Regions from separate parts of the Mus musculus genome. Here all the other regions are linked to region 3. A link is a contact called in public promoter capture Hi-C data. All regions are on one chromosome and are shown on one strand. The core of a region is the stretch at or near the end of the contact, and the rest is flanking DNA. Distances in the headings are between cores, read along the strand shown. Region 1 holds the start of 5430416N02Rik (RIKEN cDNA 5430416N02 gene). Region 2 holds the start of Hpse (heparanase). Region 3 holds the start of Rasgef1b (RasGEF domain family, member 1B).

Region 1 (2,959 bases), core at 210-2,709, 1.2 Mb after region 3:
ACAGGTGCTCCTAGGGACTGGGGGACAAAGGGACAGCTAATGTGAATGGAGTTTCTTTGGAGAAGAGATAGGGTGCAGCTGGTAAAGCCTAGTGTTCCCAGAGCCCTAAGGTTCAACCTTCAGCACATTAACTGGGCTTGGCAGGAACACACACCACTGGGGAGGTGGAGGCAAGATGATCAATAGAACAGTCATGCCAAGCTACACAGCAAGTCTAATCTAGCCCGGGTTACATGAGACCTGTCTAAAAAAACAAAATGAATGTTTTTACAGGGTGGGGTTAGACCTCTACTCTAAAACTGGCCTGAACCTTTACTCCCAGCTTCATGGGAGACCCATTCAGAAAGATCACCCCCAGGTTGAAAACGGACTCTAGGAGACAAGCCCAGCTCAGTAAGATAAAATTGTATCTGTTCTAAAGGCAAGCGTAGGTTGGTGATGCAGTGACTGAAATCATGCACAAATCCTGGGCTTGAGTCCCAGCACTGCAAGATAAAAACCCCGATGTGCTGAGAGCTGATTACATGAGACCAGACTGAACTTCACTTAACTCACTGCCAATTGTGAAAAACCTCACCTAAGGATAAACACACAGCCTTGTATTCTTGACAGTCAAGCAAACACTTGTACCATAGCACCCGATTCCCCAGAAGTTCATGGGCTGCGTTTTATTTAAAAAAATAAAAATAAAAGGAAAAACCCAGCAAAATGTTGATTTCATCCAAATAAGATAAAAGCATATATAATGGAAAAACATGAATAAATTAATTCCTTGATGACTTCAATTCTCAGTAAAATAGGAGGTAAAAAAAACTTGTTGGAATTGAATTTTGTATCATTTGAAGGATACAAAGAAGTCAAAGGTTTTAATCACTGGGCTCCAATAAAATCGCCTAGTCCTGAAAGCTATCCACCCTCGATGCCCTATTCCCAAACTCAAACAAAGTTCTGTGGGCCCTAAGTTTCCGTACCCGTGCAGTTCCCATCGCACTGGAGACAGCAAGGGCCCGAGAGACCTCACCTTCTTTCATTAGCCACCTCCCATCTTCAGAAAAAGCGTTCTCTCATGAGGACAGCGGAGCAGTCCCACTCAAGCTGCTGTGCATCACATCCACAGCGCCAGGTCACATCGAGAGCTCCTGTGCCCCCTCGCCATCCGTGACCTACAAAAGAGACGAGATGAGGCCTGAGATCGCTCTTTTGTCCCGCCTGCTACACAACATTCGGCGGACATCACGACCTGTTCCTACCCATTTGGCGCCATTCTCCAATCAGTCCTTCCCGGCGCGCGCCACCATCGCCAGGGTCAGGCAGGCGTCAGCTCGGTTTCCACCTCTCTACTCCCCATGGCCATGCTCGCCCAAAGCGCGATGGCGCCGGATTGCGCGGGAGCTGGCGTAGACATGATGCCAGAGCGTTAACAAAAGGAGGACCGAATGGAAGCGAGAACGTGCCCACGGAGGCCCTTAAAGGCGCCAGGCCTCTCCGATTGGCTGCTTCGACATAGCATGGTATGTGATTGGCTACATGTCCAAAGCCCGCCCTTCCGGTCAAGCCGCCCAGTCCTCATGCGGAACAGAGTTTACCGCGACTCGAGCTCTCGCGGGAGCCCAGAAAAGGGACTTCGACAGAGTAGGATAGCCGGAAGTTGCTGTCCAGGGGACCGCAGCCTTGGGGACTGCTAGTGGAGTGTCTCGACCTGTCCTCCGGCTGTGTGGGCGATCGCAGCCGCCGAGCCCAGGCACTGCTATGGGACTGCAAAGGTGGGGCGGCGGCACATCGGCTAGCGTCGCCAGACATGTGCAACCGGACCTGGCTGGTGCTCCGCATTTGCCTTCCGGCTTGAGGGACGTTACTCAGAATGCTTTCTTTTTGCCGTTTATTGGGCGTCTGACTTGGTGAGCACCAGTCATCTCAGCCTTTCTGAGGTGTTGGTGAGAGTCAGTCATACCATGCTGAAGGCATACTGAGGAGAAAAGTAGGCGAAATCAATCCCTACTTAAACACTAGCTCCCAAGGAGAACCTTTTTGGTTGGTTTGTGGGGTGCTCTCTTCCTTTTATATCAGCCTGACCCGAGAAAACACGTGTAGTTCAAGCTGGCCTCACACTTGGGATCTTGGTGCATCAGCCTTCGCAGACCCAGCCCTGCACTACGCGTGAGACGTGGTCGCATTTTCTTACAATGTCAAGGGTTTGTTGAATAACAATAAATTCACACGTGATTCGAGTACCATCCTAAGTGCCAAACGTTAGCTTTTCCTTCTTGAATCAGTTTTCATTCGCCACCCCCAACCCCCTGAAAATCCCAAGCTTCTCCGTACTAGTCGGGAGATGTGTGTTAGACCAGAGCTGTGTGCTGCTTTGGATGAATATCGTTCTTGGCTCTTCCTAAAGATAGCACAAGATAATTTGGCTCTGGACCTGCAACTTCTAGACCTTTGTTTGGCTCTCCATCTGAACTCACCTGAGCTCTTCATTTCTTGTGATTGTCAATGAAATAATTCAGATGAGGCACACAAGAGAGCACTGTTGAAGATAAATGGGCTTTAGTACTGGAAAGTGAAGGAACCCAAAGGAGAGAGAAACAATGGCCAAAAAGACTGTTGGCATAAAAGCCTGCTCACAAGGAGCAAGAATGGGGCTGGAGAGATGGCTCAGCGGTTAAGAGCACCAACTGTTCTTCCAGAGCTCCTGAGTTTAATTCCCAGCAACCACATGGTGGCTCACAACCATCTATAATGGGATCTGATGTCCTCTTGTGTGTATGAAGAGAGCAGTGGTGTACTCATACACATAAATTAAAAACAAGGGGCAAAAATAGACACAGGCCAAGGAGATTCATGGTGCCAGCCTATATCCTTAGAAAGGGTTTAAAACTCAAATGTCTCTAGAACAAACAGTTGGTTTGGTTTTGATGGGTTGTTGTGTGTGTGTGTGTGTTTTGTGGGTTTTTTGTTT
Region 2 (2,700 bases), core at 123-2,622, 1.5 Mb after region 3:
AGTTCAAGGTCAGCCTTCAATAGTGGTTACACAATGTCAAAAACAACAAAGGACGTGGTCATCTCTGGAGGCTCCCAAGTTTAGAAGGCCTATGACTGTGCCTGAGCCTTTCATCTTGGGGACAGTCTGCACTCACGGAACAGGGGCCAGAGATGTGGTTCCTGCAGTTGATGAGGCAGCCTCCGCTCTGCACCCTCATCTTGGAGAATCGTGCCTCTATGGTGTTTTTATTAGCATATATTAATTATACATAATAATGGGGTTTCGTCACGACATCTTCAAATGTGTATAAAGTGTATTTTTGGTCATATTCTCTCCTGTCTGTCCCACTGACCTCTATCATTTTCCCAGTCAGTCAGTCAGTCAGTCTCCGGCTCCTTTCTCCATCTCTCTCTCTCCTCCCTCCACTCCTATTCAGTCCAGTCTACCCTCAAACTTGCTACGTTGCTAAAGATCGCCGTTAACTCCTGATCCTCCTACACCTACTTCCCAAGTGCCAGTCTGCAAGTGTGTGCCCATGCCAGGGATTACACAGCTCTGGGGATGGATGCAGGTCTTCTTGCATGCGAGGTACACAGTCCATTAACTGTATCACACCCAGCCCAGTAATGTTTAAATGCTTAAAAGGCAGCAAGATGAATAATGGTTCTTCTCCATAGAGGCTTTTCCTATCTTTTCTTTCTTCCTCTTTTAAATCAAAACTTCCTAACAGAGTTTAAGGGACACCAGCTTACTGGTCTTACACTGAAGCAAAATTCAAAGGCTCCAGACAAAGTGCTAAGGTTTATGACAGCTTCGTTTGTTTTGTTTTTGTTTTCCTCCAAATTTCCACTTCATACCTGGACCTGGCTGGTGCCCAGGCAACAAGCGCTGAGTAAATGAATCAGGAAAAGTCTTTTGAGGGGTGAGTGCACACAGGAGGGAGGCTCCAGAGAGCAAACACAAAGTTGTTTGAGCGAAGAGAGTGGCTGGCCCTCGCGAGTGTGATTGGACAGGCGAGGGGGAGCCGAGGACAGACGAAGGGACAGAACCTAGGGGCTGCACTTACCCCAGGAAGGTGAGGAAGCGCGGGTCGGTGGCCAGGCTGGCGTCGATGGTGATGGACAGGAACGAGGGACTCACGCTTCGGAGCGGCCGCTTGGTGTAAAACTCCAAGTCTACCACGTCGTCGGTCGGCGCGGTCCCCGCGGGGGCGCCCTGGGCCAGGGCACCGAGCGGCCCCCAGAGCCACAGCAGCAGCAGCCTCAGCATCCCACCTGGCTGGACCGCCCGCTGCCGGGAGAGCTGGGGCAGCCGGCGCGCTGGCTCAAGCCCCCTGCAACCGGTCCTGCTTCGCCTCTGGCGCCAGGACTCAGTACCCTCCCACAGCGCTCCATCCCTCCCACCCCTCCCGGGAGTCCCTCCCTAGCGCCCTCCCCTCCCCGCCCTCCCCTCCTCGCTCTCTTTCATTTCCGTGCTGGCTTTCCCCTCCGCCGCGGTCACGTCCACTTTTGAAATCATCCACACCCATCCAAAGGGTGCGGAGGTGGCCAGAATCCAAGATCCTCGGAGGCCTGGGGAGGGAGCGCCCGGGAGCCGCGCAGGGGTGGGACCAGCTTCCTGGTGTCCTGCGCACTCTGTCACCTTTTCTAGGTCCCATCCATTTGGCGCCAGGACTAGACCCTGAGTTAAAAGCCCCGGTTGAGGGTTCAGCCAGACCCTACCCCGACTCCCTTCTGCCTTAAGACACTGGTCACTTGAGCCTGCCCAAATCTGACCGAGCTAGGATGTCCTCTGCCCAGGATCTCAGGTATCTCTTTGTCGCTTGAAAAACCTGATCCGAGCATTGGCTAAAATGCAACTAGAAATCGGTCCTTGCACGGGGGTGGTGGTGATGGTGGTGGGGACCCTGTTTTTAAAGCAGTATTATGAAAACAGTATTTGGGAGAGCCTGCCTAAGAGTTGCTCTGAGGCTTGGCCAACCGCTAAAACCCAGCAAGAAGCCCCCAAGCAACTACCCTTGGAATCCTGAGCAACCCCTCCCCCAAACCCATCTTTTGCGGTTGCTGCAACTTTTGTTTTCCCTTGACATTTTACACTGGTATATAATGATAGCAAACAAGTGCTGAAGCTTGTGTGTGTGTGTGTGTGTGTGTGTGTGTGTGTGTTACCATGAAAGAAGCTTGAACCATGCTACACACACACACACACACACACACACACACACTCACACACACCAATCTGCCCAAGCATCAGCGCTAGCTGAACTCAGGTGTACAAGGCCAAGCAGATGGCAGCCTGTCTCTGCTGCTTTGCAGTCCCCTTGAGGAAGCTTTCCTGAGCTTCCAGGCAGCTGAGGCTCCCCAGTGTGAGGTCTCACCACACATTTCACATAGCACACACAGCAAGCATCCTCCCAGTATCCTCCATGTTAGAACTGTCTACACTTGTGATGTTGCTCATTGCTTGCTCACCTTATCTCTGGGCTTAAAAAGTCCTCCGAAGCAGAGATGGGGCCTGTGGGATACCCATGGCAGAGATGGGGCCTGTGGGATACCCATGGCATGCTCATACGTGGTACTGTGCTTGGTCTTTAGTAGGTAATCCATTCATATTTACTGAGTAAGCCAATGACACTTACATTTTTCCGTTTAGATTGCACCAACAGCAAAGCAATAAATAATAACGAATTTTTAATGAAATGTATATCTAATCTGCACC
Region 3 (2,700 bases), core at 13-2,512:
GGAGACGCGTTCACCCAAACATACATACACAAGTATGCGTGCATATTTATCCATATACACCATACGCCCCGAATCCATCTGCAAACGGGCACATTTACATTCACAAGAGAAAACTGCAGCCCAGATGCTCTCCTAGCGCCCTTTACCACGCTGTGCGAGAGAACACCTCGCCGCACTGTCAGTGCCTTAGCCACAGTGCTTCGCCTGAACTGAACCAATTTGGATGGGGTAAGGTGGCAAGGAATAGTCAAATCACACGCACACTCAGAGAGAGAGACAGAGAGACAGAGACAGAGCGATAGAGCGAGAGAGCGAGAGAGAACACCTCCGTTTCCGCGTTTGCCCTTTTCTCTAGTACAGTGCTGCTGAAGTTATTCCCGGGGCTCTCCAATAAAGAGGAGCCTCCCTCACGCACTCAGCCCACGAGGCTACCAGGTACCCCGGGCCACGTTATTATCACCCAGGCTAGTGTCCGAAGGCAACTCACCTGGGTCACAAAGCAAAACAAAAAACAGGCTACTTGTTCAAGTTTGCATACGAGCCTGGGGAACACACAAGTCCTGTTTCCCTGACTGTTCCTGGGAGTCAGACCTTAAATTATAAGGAAACTGCAGCAAAAAATAAACAACAGCCTGAACACTCTCAAGCACCCTAGGAAACTAGCCAAAAAGTACATGGAAACAACCCTAGGTATGCACAAGAAGCTGAGAGGGAAAGCAAAAAGGATGAACGAGACTCCAACTCAGACAAACCCTCAATATCTAAGATCTCCAAACAGAAGGCCTGGCCGGGGCGAGGCGCAGCACAGCGTCCCCAGATCCCCGGGTCCCCGGGTCGTCAGTGCTCAGCCCCGCACCTGTTGGGAGCGCGGCAGCCCGGGGCACGGAAGCAGCAGGCGCGAGAACTCCTAGTTCTGTGGCTCTGCCAATGCTCGCCAGCCGAGGATCTCCCGCCACGCCGGGGCGCACTGGACAGCCGGCGCCGTTCCGGAGCAGCGCCGGCGCAGCCCGCTCCCGCCATCCCGCCGCGGGGTCCCCTGGAGCACCTACCCGCACACAGCTCGGAGCCTCTGCCTCCTGGCTGCCGTACCGAGGCGCCCCAAAAGGCGAGCTCAGGACCGGGAAGGGTCGAACGCCAGAAGAAAGGGAAAACCCGCCGATCCAGTCGGGGTCCTTGTTTATACTGAAACTCCAGCCCGAGCCGCGCACACCCCCTTGCTGGGGAAATGCCCGCCTCCTGCCGCAGGCCACGCCCCCGCCCGCCGCAGGCCACGCCCATCCTGCGCTGGCCAATCGTGGCGCAGCTCTCCGCCCACGCCGCCCTGCAGCGGGCGCTCGGGGACTTGCCAGGGTTCCGCGGGTAGGGACTCCCGTGACGCTGCGGCCGTACCCACCCACGCTGCAGAGGCTGGCTTGCTGGCGCAGCGGGTCTCCGCAGCCTGGGCAGGGCCCACTCCGGCGCGCGTTTCCTCCTTCGTGTCGCTGCCCGCGGCTGTTTGTGCACTCATGTGTCGCCGAGTGTGTATTCATTTGCCTTGTGTGCTCTACCTGTAAATACCGGCTCGACTCGTTGTACAGTATCTATTATCATAATTATGAGCTGAAGGTTACTGTCCGTGTAACTTTCGGAGGAGATCTGAGAGGAACCACGAAGCACTTGCTGAGTGTTGGGTATTGTAATAAACGCTGGGGGCACACTGGTGGCCGCAACCGGCTGGTCCCAGAAGCTTACTGGCTCCTGGAGGGCAAACGCTAAATAAACTGCTATTCAATCCACATGTAAAATTACAGGTGTTAGAACTTTCGCAAAGGAAAGGAAGATACTCTAGTGTGTAAGGCTGGTCCTCGGTGAAGGTTGTTTTTATCATTGTAGACAGCTACTTAATTGAATCAGCCATTGAATACCTGATAACTATTTTAGAAAAGAAAAAAATAAATATAGAGGTAAGAACTCAATACTCTCCTACGCGTGATAGAAAGGTAAGGGAAGAAGTTGAAATAAAGATACCTTACCCATGGGGGGAAATGCACAAGATTTGGAGACTTTGCAGCTGTGACCCTGAGTATGAAAAGCAGGCTTTGTAAGCTTCCGTTCATACATAAACACTGTAGGACCATCCCATAGACTGTAATTGGCCTTATTAACATGGAGCAACACGGTTCCTCCTCTAAGGTCCCTGCATCTTCTCTCTGGGATGGAAAGAGCCTCTTTTAACCTAACGTTCATGTTCCTTGGCTGGTCTTGGCTGGTCCCTGTCTCTCTCATACTTCCTGCTTCACTATCCTACGCATATTCTACAGATGCTTCTCCTTAAGCCCCGCAGTTTATTCTAAAAACCCTGAGCCTTTTGTTTATCTCTGGTGTCTGTTCTGTGAAGGAGAATGGGTCCACACAAGGAGCCGACTTCCATCCTGAGTCAATTAACAAGTAGACCATATGACACTGGGCAAAGCACACTCTTCCTGCTCACATAGCAAGAAACTAAAAGGGCTGAACTAAACCAGTATTTCTTAGTAGTGCCACCAGAAAAGCCCTTTGTAACATCTGTGAGCTCTCAAGACTGCTGAGAAGGCAACCCAGACAGCTGCCTTTTTACTTCCTGAAGTCTTTGCTGCTAAGCAAAAGATGAAATGTTCACTTTAGAATCTAAAAATGTAAAGCAGATACCACTATGATATTGACACTGTTTTACCTTATTCT

Evidence for each region. Promoter capture Hi-C pulls out the DNA fragments that hold promoters and counts their contacts.
Region 1: a contact with region 3 is called in a promoter capture Hi-C map of pre-B cells, with 4 times the contacts expected there. The contact joins the promoter of 5430416N02Rik here to the promoter of Rasgef1b in region 3. A contact is called at or near these places in 3 of 39 promoter capture datasets (hematopoietic stem and progenitor cells, hippocampal neurons and pre-B cells), 4 of 484 Hi-C or Micro-C datasets (CD4 T cells, CD8 T cells and regulatory T cells), 3 of 115 datasets of contacts at active chromatin or transcription factors (embryonic forebrain, large pre-B cells and pancreatic cancer cells) and 1 of 9 other capture datasets (adipose tissue).
Region 2: a contact with region 3 is called in a promoter capture Hi-C map of pre-B cells, with 2.5 times the contacts expected there. The contact joins the promoter of Hpse here to the promoter of Rasgef1b in region 3.

What each region holds. Positions count from the first base shown.
Region 1 is chr5:100,428,076-100,431,034 of GRCm38.p6, forward strand. It overlaps 5430416N02Rik (RIKEN cDNA 5430416N02 gene), which reads right to left and starts at 1,460. Exons shown (of 5, transcript NR_034038.1): 1 at 1,251-1,460; 2 at 1,022-1,163.
Region 2 is chr5:100,718,344-100,721,043 of GRCm38.p6, forward strand. It overlaps Hpse (heparanase), which reads right to left and starts at 1,373. Exons shown (of 12, transcript NM_152803.5): 1 at 1,049-1,373. The coding sequence starts at 1,251.
Region 3 is chr5:99,251,665-99,254,364 of GRCm38.p6, forward strand. It overlaps Rasgef1b (RasGEF domain family, member 1B), which reads right to left and starts at 1,263. Exons shown (of 14, transcript NM_181318.4): 1 at 1,050-1,263.